Regions from separate parts of the Mus musculus genome. Here region 1 is linked to region 2. Evidence: chromatin contacts called from public ChIA-PET data. All regions are on one chromosome and are shown on one strand. The core of a region is the stretch at or near the end of the contact, and the rest is flanking DNA. Distances in the headings are between cores, read along the strand shown. Region 1 overlaps Zbtb25 (zinc finger and BTB domain containing 25). Region 2 overlaps Syne2 (spectrin repeat containing, nuclear envelope 2).

Region 1 (5,976 bases), core at 662-3,161, 270 kb before region 2:
AATCCAGAGCTAATTTACTGCGATCTAGAAAGTAAATAACGCTTTTATAATCTCATAGCTATCAATACTAAGCCTATTATAAATATTACTTGGGGGTGAGGGTGTGGTGCTTAGATGGGAAGGATATTATGATGATACAAATACCTTGTATACATGTATGAAATTCTCAGAATAAAATATTAAAAATACTAATTTGATAATAAAAATGTTTTTAAAGTTTTTAAACTCTTTGCTTTTCTAAATAATGAAGGGTGATTTTTTTTTTAATTCTTTTCTGCAACCTACTTTACATCTTTTTTTTTCCTACCAAAAATCTTTTCTGTTAATTTTTTTTGTTTGGTTTTTATTAGATAGGCTCAGGCCAACCAGCCTTGAACTCACTCTGTGTAGCCTTGGCTTACATTGAATTTTCAGCAATCCTCCTGCTTCAGTTTCACAAGTGCTAAGACTACAAGTATATACTACCATGTCTGTCTTCCAACCAGATTTTATTATTTTATGTATATGGGTGTTTTGCCCTCATGTATGTCTTGTTACCATGTGTGTCTTTGAAAATTGGATTGGCAGAAGGGTTAGCAGTGGTTGTTTCTGTTTTTATGGTTTTGGTGGCACAGTGGGTGACTAAAACTGGGGTAACTGTTGCTAGAAGAAAAAGGGCAGAGCACACAACATGCAGCTGGAAAGTGGGGGAGATGCTCAACAAATGGTTTGTTGGGGTGATGTGTAATACTCTGAATCTTGTCATCACTGAGTTGGACATGTTTACCACGGCCTCCAAAGAGCACACCTAGAGCCAAACCCCACAATCAAGGAGCAGAACTTGGAAGTGTTAAGTTCAGCCAAGTTAATTATAAAAACAAAAACATCACTGTTGGAGGAATATTACTGCAGAGTCTCTTACGTTATTCACAGCGTATTTTATGTGTATGAGTGCTTTGCATGTATGTGTGTACCATGTGCATGCCTGGTATCCATGAAGTCCAGAGGAGCGCATCTGAGCCCCCTGGAACTGAAGTTAGAAAAGGTGGTGAGTTTCTGTGTGGGTCCTGGGAGCTGAACCCAGGTCTTCTACAAGAGCAGTTAGCTCTTCAACCACCAAGCCATCTCAGCAGCCCCTCATCATAGGCTTTAGTATATAAATGACTAGATAGGAGAAAAAAAACAAAGACCAGGAGGCCATCACCCTAGTCAATGAAGATCAATGAAGTTTGACCCCACAGTGACACAAAAGTTAGTAGACCAAAGATGTAAAATAAGGCTGTAAGCAAATAGGAAGTCTCAGCCTGGAAAAGGCTTCCAGTAAAAGGAATGACACCAAGGCCTAGGAGGGCATGGTGGCCAGGTTGGAGTTCAGCTCCTTCCTGGGAAATTCTGCCACAAGTACCTGAAGATGGAGGCGAGGTATCATGTTGGAGAGATTTGAAGCGAGAGGTTAAATAGTTTTACACCTGAAAATAAAAGATATGGAATCTCGCCAGGCAGTGGTGGTACACGCCTTTAATCCCAGCACTTGGGAGGCAGAGGCAGGCAGGTTTCTGAGTTGGAGGCCAGCCTGGTCTACAAAGTGAGTTCCAGGACAGCCAGGGCTACACAGAGAAACCCTGTCTTGAAAAACCAAAAAAAACCCCTGGAATCTCATGGAGTGGGTTTAACCACTTAGAGAAGGCAGGCTCTCAAGAGATTCTGAGGATAGATAAATGGAAACTAAAGAGGAAGGAGTTACTGTGTTCGAATGTTCCTTACATAGCTTAATCCTGTTAGTATTTTAGGTCCCCTTTCCCTTTCTGTATGAACTGACTTCGTAGTTCGTGAGTTAACGGATTCCCCACCCTCAGTCCCTCCAGCTAACTCCCTGGTTAATCTGGAGTGGCTTCTGCCTCTAAGAGGTCTCACCTTCCACCCAGAGCTCTTCCTGAGGTCTCCAGCTTCCTCGGGGCCCCACCCTGACCGTACCTCCTATTTTGTTGCCTCTACCCTGAAAGGTCGTCTTGAATCAGAAAGTTGGCCTCAGCTACTTCCCTGCACTTGTAGGACGTCACCTGCTCTCCTGGTCACCTGCGTTCCCCCTCTCAGGGTTCTGCATTTTCCTCAGGTCCCAGGTTTGCCTGCTTTGTTTTATTGTAGCTTTTCTGGCTTTCAAGTTTTCATACTTACCTTTTTTTTTTTAAGTACTGAAAAGTGAACCCGGGGGCTCATGAATGCTAGACAAATCCTCTACCATTATCTAGACCCTTTTTTAAAAGTTTTTATTTATTTATTTTTTGACCCAAAGTCTAAGTTTCCCAAATTAGCTCAAGCTTGCGCTCTATCCCAGGCAAGCCTTGAATCTCTAACATGCAGGGCCTGGAAGCCAGGGTAGCTTTGATTACAGCATGCATGTGCCACCAGGCCCAACCCATACTTAGCTTTTAGAGTTTTTTGTTTTGTTTTGTTTAATTTGGCTTCGCTGTATAGCTCTACATATTTAGAAACTTCAGTCTTGTCATTTCAGAGGTCTCCTTTGGCATTGATCTTTCTAGAGCTGTCTCCACTCATCACTAGACATTTCTACTTCCTTTTCCTGGAGTAGACACTTTGAACTCACCGTGTAAGAAGCCGCCTCCTCTAAGCCAGTTCCTGTGGCTGGCTCTAGTGTTTTACCTTTAATATCAACGGCAGGAACATGGCAGTTACTGTGAAAATGTGCGCTGAAGAAATAAATGACATCTTCTAGCAACCCACTCGCCTTTAGCTTGCAGCCTGTGGTTGACTGTGTCCTGTCTGCCGCCACATCGTGTCGGTTCTGTGACTGGTGGCTCTGTCTAGCTCTCCCTTCATTCCCTGCTGCCATTACGTGGTTTCTAGTTGTCTCCTTGATTAACCGACCTAGAGATGTACTGTCTAATACTTACTGGACACTTACTACAGGTCCTCCTATCAAATATATATACCCTCTTGTTACACACAAACACACACACACAACACCCTCATTAACAATTCTCACTGTAGTCCAGGCTGGCCTTAAATTCCAGGCCCTCCTGCCTCAGCCTCCAGAGTGCTTCATCTGACACCTCAGGAAGAAATTGCCATTATCCACACTTCATAAGTGCTACTGAGGCTCAGGGAATTGAGACAGACCTAGTTAGTGGCTGCGCTGAAACTCTAAGAGGTTAGGTTTCCTAAAAGAGTCTTGCTCTTTTCCCTGCCACTGAGTGAGTGACTGCCAGTGCTGTTCCTACACGAGCATCTTACATAGCTCACTGCAGACAGCGGGATACCTTCAGGCACAGCTTGGTGTACTCTTACACTTAGTCTCCTTAGCAGCTGAGCTTGTCCTTTCCTTCTGTTTACTCCTTTTCTTTTCCCCCCTTTATACTGAGTTGAATTCTGATGACAAAATACTCACAGCCCTCTCAGTAAAATTACTCCGTTTTATCTGTCTAAGCCTGTTGAAAACCAGTTTGAATATCTTATTTTCATTGCTTGCTCCGTGCTTATCTCCAACTGAACGTTCTAGTAGCACTTGACACTTTTAATTTGTAATGTAGTTATTGTCTTGTGTTTTAATCTCCTTGCTAAGACTGTATTCTTGACTTGAGCGTTTATGGTTTTTTTTTTGTCTGTAACTTAGTGTGACACATGCTTTTGATGTGTGTGCGTTTCAATGAGTATCTGCTGAGGAAATGAAAAGTTTAACTGCTGCTCAGCCCATTAACCACAAGATCTTGTATTGCAGCTTTGGGTGTGCTGTTTCTCATTTCTGCCTGGCTCAGTAGTTGGTTATGTCAGTGAATATATATATAAGCTGTATTTGAAAACCTGGTGAAAATACCTAAGATCCAAGAATTTGGAGGGTTTTTTTTTTTTTGAAGCATTTTTTAAAAAACAGCTGATTTTGGGTATTTTACTTGGAGCCATTTTATTGATTCTAAAGTGTTTTTGTGTGCTGAAACTTCAAATATAGGTTTTTTTAAAAATCTCCTTGTCTGGTGATTTTTAGAAGCAAGTGTGGTGATGAAGGTAGTAACTTTTGGTCAAATCACCTCTTAGAATAAGACCCTCAGTTTACAGCTTTGTTTTGTTTTGTTTTAAAGATTAATTTACTTATTTTATATATGTGAATACACTGTTGCTCTTTTCAGACACACCAGAAGAGGCATCAGATCCCATTACAGCAGCCACCATGTGGTTGCTGGGAACTGAACTCAGGACCTCTGAAAGAGCAGTCAGTGCTCTTCACTGCCGAGCCATCTCTCCAGCCCTGCAGCTTTATTTCAGAGGATAGGCTCAAGTTTCTATAGCTCCCATTCAGTTATTTCAGTGATGCTGAAAGTTTTTGGGGGTTTTTTTTTTTGTTTTTTTTTTTTTTGTTTTGGTTTGGTTTTTTGTTTTTTCGAGACAGGGTTTCTCTGTGTTGCCCTGGCTGTCCTGAAACTCGCTCTGTAGACCAGGGTGGCCTCGAACTCAGAAATCTGCCTTCCAAGGGCTGGGATTAAAGGCCACTTCCTGGCAAGTTTTTTGTTTTTTTGACATGAGGAAGGGTCAGCAAGATGGCTCAGCATATAAAGAAAGGCACCTGCCATTCAAGGCTGAGGGCTTGAGCTTGAGCCCTGGAACCTTTATAGTAGAGAGAACCAGTTGACACAGCATTGTGCTCTGACCTTCGCATGCACACCCTGGTGTACACACACACACATACAATGATAAATGTTTAAGGTGATAGGACCAGTGAGACAACTTGGCAGTAAGGGTATTTACTGCTAAGCCCAACAACCTGACTTTGAACCCCTGGACCTACACGTGGTAGGATTATAGAACCATGACACATCTGCGAGCTGTCATATTATCTCCCCATGTGTGCCATGGCATACTTGTACCCAGACACACACGCACACACAATGTTAAAAATTCTTGTAGTTTATTTTTGTTTGCATATGTGTATGTACGTGAGTGGGTACAGGGAGGCCAGAAGCTGTAGGTAAAGGCATTTTGCAAGATACCTGATTGGTTATATCAGTGTTGGGATCTGAAACCTGATCCAACAACAAGGAGGCTTTTTTGTTTGTTTGGTTTTTGTTTTGGGGAATAAAAACAACCTTTTTTTTTTTTTTTTTTTTTTTTGGTTTTATGAGACAGGGTTTCTCTGTATAGCCCTGGCTGTCCTGGAACTCACTCTGTAGACCAGGCTGGCCTCGAACTCAGAAATCCACCTGCCTCTGCCTCCCGAGTGCTGGGATTAAAGGCGTGTGCCACCACGCCCGGCTAATTAATGGAATTCTTGAAGTTAATTATTTATAAAGAATAAAACTTGTAAACAATACTATCCTTTGGTCAAAGATATGGTCCTACACAGGCAGAATGTGATGATATATAAGAAAGTCAAAAGTGGGGCTGGTGAGATGGCTCAGTGGGTAAGAGTACCTGACTGCTCTTCCGAAGGTCTGGAGTTCAAATCCCAGCAACCACATGGTGGCTCACAACCATCCGTAAGGAAATCTGACTCCCTCTTCTGGTGTGTCTGAAGACAGCTACAGTGTACTTACATATAATAATAAATAAATCTTTAAAAAAAAAGAAAGTCAAATATGGGACTGGAGAGATGGCTCAGTGGTTAAGAGCACTGACCATTCTTCCAGAAGTCCTGAGTTCAATTCCCAGCAACCACAAGGTGGCTTACAACCATCTGTAATGGTATCTGATGTCCTCTTCTCGTGTCTCTGAAGAGAGTGACAGTGTACTCCTATACATAAAATAAATACATTTAAAAAAAAGAGAAAGTCAAAAACAGGAAATTCAGGATGGCGGTTATGTTTGGAGGTAAGGTAGGTGGAGGTGAAGTGAGAGCCGTGTCAAGGGATTTCTTCCATGGATATAATGATTATTTCCTGTGTTGATAGTGTGTAGGTAGGCTTATATTTTATTTTTATTGTTTTTTTTAAGAGATTTATTTATGTATGTGAGTACACTGTAGCTGTATAGATGGTTGTGAGCCTTCAT
Region 2 (6,472 bases), core at 621-3,120:
GAAGTGACAGTGGCAATCAATTTGAAATAATTTTATACTTTTTTTTTCCAATTAAAGAATTGTAAATTTGACCAAGATGGATATTCATCATTTTGAGTATGGTGGGGAGAGAATTCATCTTCTTGACACTTGGTGGGAACAGAATATTTCTGGCTGATGGGCGTCGGCCTTGGTGGACACAGTGACAACAATGAGTGCCTGTTGTATTGAGAGGCAGTGGGTTTTCATTTGTGGGTGTTTTCTAACTAAGGAGAGAACGACTGAGGGAAGACTGTGTGTGAGCCTGAAAACATGGTGCATGGCTATAATCTCATCACAAAACAGAACTTCCAAACTGACTATAAACAGTCATCTATAGCCATGAGAGCAGAGGTGTGTCTGTTCCTGGCCCCACAGTGACACTGAGCCGGCCCTGCAGGTACCGGAGAAACGGCAGCTGAGCAAGTGCAGCCCGGAACCTGAAATGAGCTTTGTCCTCGGAATGAGTTTACTAAAAGGCCCAGTGTCCCCAGAATAAGCAATATAAGTACATAGGTAAAGTGTAGCCTGTTGTCTGGAGAATTCTGGAACATTCTTTGAGTACCAGCTAAAACTGGCACTTGGCCGGCTCTCTTCTACAGAGGCACCTTTTTACAGATGCTGAAGCAGCAGCACTCACGTTCAGTTGGCGCATCTTGTCCTCAGCGTCACTCTCTGAGAAGTGTTCTACGTTGGTCAGCTGCAGGTCCATTTCTGTGAGCCAAACCAGAATGCTCTCCCTGGTGCCCTCAAACTCTTCCCTCTGGTTGGTGAAGTACTGTGAAGGAAGAAAGACCATGCTTGTACTCCACGGTCATGTTTGGCTCAAGGAGAGGGTGCTCAGAGCTATCAGACAGAACCTTGTCTCTGAGGTATCCTGGAAGCCTCAGCACTGCATTAGGAGCCTGGGGTCTTGTCTTGGCTGTGTGGTGCCCTGCCCCCCAAATACTAGGGTCCTTGGCTTCCACCTCAGAGAATTCAAAGACTTGGTAATATGCAATATATTTGCTTAGGTCCTTTGAGGAATGTGAAATTCTGGGTTTTCTAGTCTAAAGTAGTGGCTCTCCTTGTCCACAGGATGGGGGCAGCAGCCCAGGGGCCCGGCCTTTCTTATTGGTCTGCAGTGGCTTTTTCCCATGAAAGAGGGTTGAGCAGCTTCAAGACAGGAAGGTGCCCATCTGGGTGGGAATGTTGGCACACGCTCGTAATCCTAGCAGCTAGAAGACTGAGGCAGGAGGAGTATGAGTTCTAGGCCAGTCTGGGTTACATGGTGAGTCTCGTTCTTTTAACGCAGACACATGGTCATTTAAAGGGGACACACAGGGCTTAAGTGTGACTGCCCCATTTACTATCCAGTAATTATGAACGTGTCAAACATAATCACTCTCTCCAATGATAAAAAGGCCTCCCAAGTTACCACTTCTTTGAGGAGGGCTAAAAAATAAAAACAAAAAGTCTAGGTTCTCATCTTCCTAGACTGCTTTGAGGTTAATCAGTGTGCTCTAAACCTCAGACAGTTACTGTCCTAACACCTCACACAACAGAGTAGGTACATACTTCTGTGTTTTATCCATATTTCTGATGCGGGGCTGATAAAAACAGATGGGCAAGCCAAGGCTCTTTGCAGACATGCATGTGTGCTTGCCCTGGCCCAGGAAAGCAGTTCCCCGGACTCTGTGGGCAGTCCCAGTGCTAACACCTACACTGTTGAGTTACAGATGTTGTAAAGAAAGATGTGTTTTGGTAACACAGCTCACACAAGCAGGCTTTGCCTGAGAAGACCTATGCAAATCCCTCTTTAAAAATGAACGTTGGCAGCCACGGGCTCCTTTGTGTGGGAAGAATGTTAAGAGAACACAGGCTTTCCGTGAAATCTACCTGCTGCCGTGCTGCCAGCCTACCCACAGCATATCACATATCAGCCTCTCGCTGACTATCTGCCACAGCACCCCGGGGGGCCGCAGGCAGGTTACCCTGAGTCTCCGCAGGATGGCTGTGACCCGCTTCTGCAGATTGTCCCAGCGCTGGTTGCCCTCGTGCACCATCTGCTTCAGCTTGCTGGCTGTGTCGGTGCGGTTCTCTCGAGCCAGCCGCCGGTACTGCTTGTTGATGAGCTCCAGCTGTGTCAGTCGTTCGTGAATCTGCCGCTGAAAGGCCTGTGGCAGGAAGTGGAGGTCAGCACCCACGGGCAAAGGGCTGGAAACAACCCCCCACTTTGCCAACCCCAAGTGGCTTGCTTCACATGGCTGCTGCCCAGGCAGTAAGAACCCCACATCCCACGTCTGCGAGACCGGCAAAGCACAGGTGCTGGTGTACAATGGATGTTTCTGGCAAAGCTGTCCTAGCGCCTGGTGGCAGTGACTGTGTTGGGAACATCTGGCCATGCAAAGTCACTTAGCTTCTGAGCCACAGCAGGCATGGCTTGTGGTGAGAGACGGGGATGGGAAAGGCTCACCTCAAACCGTTTCAGCTCCTCTTTGGCATTTGTATACAACACCTCGGAGGAATTAGGGCAGGCCGCTGTCCTCTCGGCCGACTTGAGCCAGTCCTCGAAGCGAGAATAGTCATCTAAAAATTTCTGCCAAAGCCGCCAGGTCTCCTCGATTCTGACAGGAGTAGAGGGCAGGAAGTTAGCACAACTGCCCCGTCCACTCCTAGCATAGTTTCCCCATTTTGGAGTTCTAAGTGTCCCTTAATAGGGCCCATTTTGCAGTCTTTTACTTAAACTGTTTAGGGAGACACCCCGTCATCCCTTCCCAGGAAATAGCTAAGGATGTTGTTGCTCTTGGCCTAAACCCAATTCTTCTGAAGGACTTAGGCACCTTGAAAATCCTGGATCCAGGGCTTGGGCAAGAGTTGGAGCTGCCTGCCTGCTGTTTCCTTGCTCCCCCTCCTAGGCCTTCTCTGCCAATTCTTGATTTTCCTTTCTTTAAAAATTGGGACCTTTGTAACCTAGGCTGGCCCTGAACTCTCCATCCTTTTGCCTCTACCTCTTAAGGGCTGAGATGACAGGGACACTGTGTTGGGATTTAAATGCAGAGCCTCATCTCTGCAAGGCAAATACTCTACCCACTGAGCTGCTTCTTGGTAGATTTCTCAGTGACCTGAACAGAGCATAGTTCCTGTGGCTGCGGCATGTGTGAGAGGCTGGCCAGGTTTGAGGCCAGCGGTCTGCTTACTTCATGCGTCGCTCCATTGACATGGCACAAATGTTCCTCCAGCGCCTGTCCAGGCTCCTGGTGGTCTGCTGGATTGAGTCACACTCCGTTTCATTGGCACAGGCATCAGAGTCATGCAGAAGGACGTCACAGATATTAAACACAGACTCCACCCCTGCACTGTGTTGTTCGATATCTCGCTGCAGATCCTACGGTTACAAGATAGCACAAAAGCGCTTGAGATCTGAGTAGTGGAGGGAGGGCTGGTATCAAAGCATCCCTGCTCATTGCTCCCTCCTAATCCACAGGTATCTGGGGATTCAAGTACTCTGAGCCTGTTATCTTCATGTAGCCCTGTGCTATGGACACCTGGTCAACCTACATCTATCAGGAACTGTGCAATTATGCTAGCATACTAAATTAGTGTACTGGGAAAGGGGGGTGCCCACCATACGCTGACAGATGGCACTGCTGGCTGATGCTACTGTCCGGCAGCTTTGTGTATACCCAGGGTTTAATCCAAACCATCCAATTCCAGAGGTTCCCAGTAACGACTTGATTTGGGGGAGATCTTCTTTGGAAAACAGTCTTGTTTAATAGGAACTCAAAATGACAGACTTTGACCTTTAGTGGGTCACGTGACTCTCATATCTATAAAGACTCTTATGCTGAGCCTGCACACCCCTGGCAGCTGCAGGCACAGGAGTGGACAGCCTCCTTATGAGCCCATCTGATGAGGACTTCCTGAACCCTGGGGGAGAATGTTGAGGCTTCTAACCCATGGGGTACAGCTGAGACTGTGGCTTGGGGAGTGTGGAAGGCCTCTGGAGTCCTATCCCTTGATTAGATAAAAATAAATAAATAAATAAATAAATAAATACATATAAAGAGATAGATAGTTCATGACCGTAGGAAAAAGATGGATCATTGGATTCTGCTCTCCCCTCCTCATCTATAGAGCCTAAGAAGATGGCCTTGAACTTTTGATCCTTCTCTCTCTCAGAAGGATCACCCCCACCCTGGCTAAGTGCTAGAATGACAGGCATGTGCCAACATACCCAGTCTGGAAATTTTCTTTAAAAAGAAACAGCTTTTTCATTATCAAGAGACTCCTTCCCACCCTATGTACTACTGTAGGTGCGGGTGGGCTTGGGGCAGGGGGGGAGAGAGAGAGAGAGAGAGAGAGAGAGAGTGTTGAGAAGTCTTTCCTATCATCCAGATTCTGTGATAAGTGCCGTGAGGCTGCCCCATGCGTCCTGATACCTAAATCACACCACGAAGGAGCAAAGTTCAATTCTATTTTAGTTGTTTCATTGATATGTCTGTTTCTGAAAGTTTACATTTCACACGTACCACTGTTGAGTACATTAAGGCTATAAATCAGGCCACAAGAGTATTATTTTGTCAACAGTAGCCACTGTCCACAGAAAGACAGTAAAGGGTCATTCTAGGTCACTTGAGTACTGCTACTGTGTGGCTACTGCACGGGCCTAGCATTTCTCACATCTCTTCTGATAAATGTAGGCCCGGGCATGCTGTGTTCAGATAGCGAGAACAAATGCTTGCACACATTCTCCATTCTCCACCAGGCAGTCTCTGTCTCAGTCCAGAGTCGAGACACTATGTATTTATACACAGACATACATTCCTGCTTGGCCGTGGGCGGCAAGGTGTGTTGGTGGAGTTCTTAAGTTCTGTAGTCAGGGAGAAGGCCTTGTGTACTACAGGGGCGGGGTCTCTGTAGGGTCAATGCAAGGGCTGCTTTTACAGCGACTGCATTTAAGTAGAATTCCATCTTTAAGAATTCTTACTAGTTCACTCTAGCTTTTCAGAAATGCACTGGCATTGATGCATCTTCTCTTTAGCTATGAAAGCAATAAATCAGCACTCCAAAGAGTGGTATCGAAACAGCATAGGGACACTTTTAACTAAAAAATGTCCATGATGCCATTTGGATCTAGTTAGCTAGGATAGTTTGGAAAGTTTCAGAGAAATTCTAGCCTACCTGTAAACATGAATGTGATATACTTTAAGAATCATTTCAAGCATGCCTTTAATCCCAGCACTCTTGGGAGGCAGAGGCAGGTGGATTTCTGAGTTCGAGGCCAGCCTGGTCTACAAAGTGAGTTCCAGGACAGCCTGGGCTATACAGAGAAACCCTGTCTCAAAAAAACAAACAAACAAACAAACAAACAAACAAACAAACAAAAAATCATTTCAATGGTCTTACATTATTATTCATTTTAATATCCAACTAAAAAACTTAAGTATGTGGGTGTCTAAGCTACATGTCCTATGTCTATGTATCTTGTGTGTGCCTGCTGCCTATGGTGGCCAGAAGAGGGACGTGGATCCCTTGAACAGTAGTTACACATGGGTTCTGGGATTTGGACCTGGGTGCTTCGGAAGAGCAGCCAGTGCTTTTTGCCACTGAGCCTTCTCTCCAGCCCCTATCTTACACTCTTAACCCATCTTGTGCGGAATAAGATGGCTAAAGAGAACAGACTATGCAAGGCAAGTGCTAGGAACAAATGAGCTCTGAAACACTTTATAAAAGACCACCTTCATTTGGGTTTTTAAAAAGGTCCAAGATTTTAACAACAACCTTCATCTAAAGGTTCCATATCTTCTTTGAAACATCATAAAAGAGCTGAGTAATGATATAGTATGAACTAGTACCTCGTACAATATAAAGGAAAGTGGACTGTCTCTTAAAAGGTAGTCCATATAAATGCTGAACCAGTGACATTTGCAACATCATCATCATCACCACCACTACCCTCATCATCACATCAGTAATACCTACCAGGGCCCAAGTCTGAAGAAGCCTTACATTTCAGAATCTTGAGAAACAGCAATAAACCAACAGGAAAGCCTTTCTCCCATCATGAGGAGTAAGTGATAAGACTCGGGGGACCTAACCCAGTGGGTTCTCAACTTTTCTAATGCTGTGACCCTTTAATACAGTCCCTCATGTGGCAGTGACCCCCAACCATAAACTTATTTTTGTTGCTATTTCATAACTGTAATCTTGCTAGTGTTATGAATTGTAATTATCTGAATCGAAATGCAAATGTCTGATATGTGACCTCAAAGGGGTCGAGACCCACAGGTTGAGAACCACTGGCCTGAACCCTTCTTTCACCACCTCTCCAAGGTTGTTTCACTAAGAGGATGGAGGGACAGCAGGGACCGCAACAGCTCTAAAAGCTAAGGCCTTCTGAGAAGACAGGATTAAGTGATTAAGTGATCTCAACTTATTTTGGGAAGAGGTCAAACAACTTTGGGTAATTATC

Evidence for each region. ChIA-PET counts read pairs in DNA pulled down with a chosen protein or histone mark.
Region 1: an RNA polymerase II ChIA-PET map of memory CD8 T cells shows a contact between it and region 2, with 8 read pairs. The contact joins two enhancer-like sites. A contact is called at or near these places in 2 of 115 datasets of contacts at active chromatin or transcription factors (effector CD8 T cells and memory CD8 T cells) and 1 of 9 other capture datasets (liver).

What each region holds. Positions count from the first base shown.
Region 1 is chr12:76,359,181-76,365,156 of GRCm38.p6, reverse strand. The region is part of intron 1 of Zbtb25 (zinc finger and BTB domain containing 25); the gene reads left to right. Among named protein-coding and RNA genes, the nearest start is that of Zbtb25, 7.4 kb to the left of the region's middle. Within about 2 kb of position 1,911, at least 11 of the 459 cell types and tissues checked have an H3K27ac peak or open chromatin away from gene starts, as enhancers often do. A contact at or near this core is called in memory CD8 T cells, where this site is marked.
Region 2 is chr12:76,091,194-76,097,665 of GRCm38.p6, reverse strand. Syne2 (spectrin repeat containing, nuclear envelope 2) reads right to left here. Exons shown (of 116, transcript NM_001005510.2): 101 at 3,198-3,385; 102 at 2,474-2,624; 103 at 1,992-2,174; 104 at 659-796. Among named protein-coding and RNA genes, the nearest start is that of Esr2, 83 kb to the left of the region's middle. Within about 2 kb of position 1,870, at least 37 of the 459 cell types and tissues checked have an H3K27ac peak or open chromatin away from gene starts, as enhancers often do. A contact at or near this core is called in memory CD8 T cells, where this site is marked.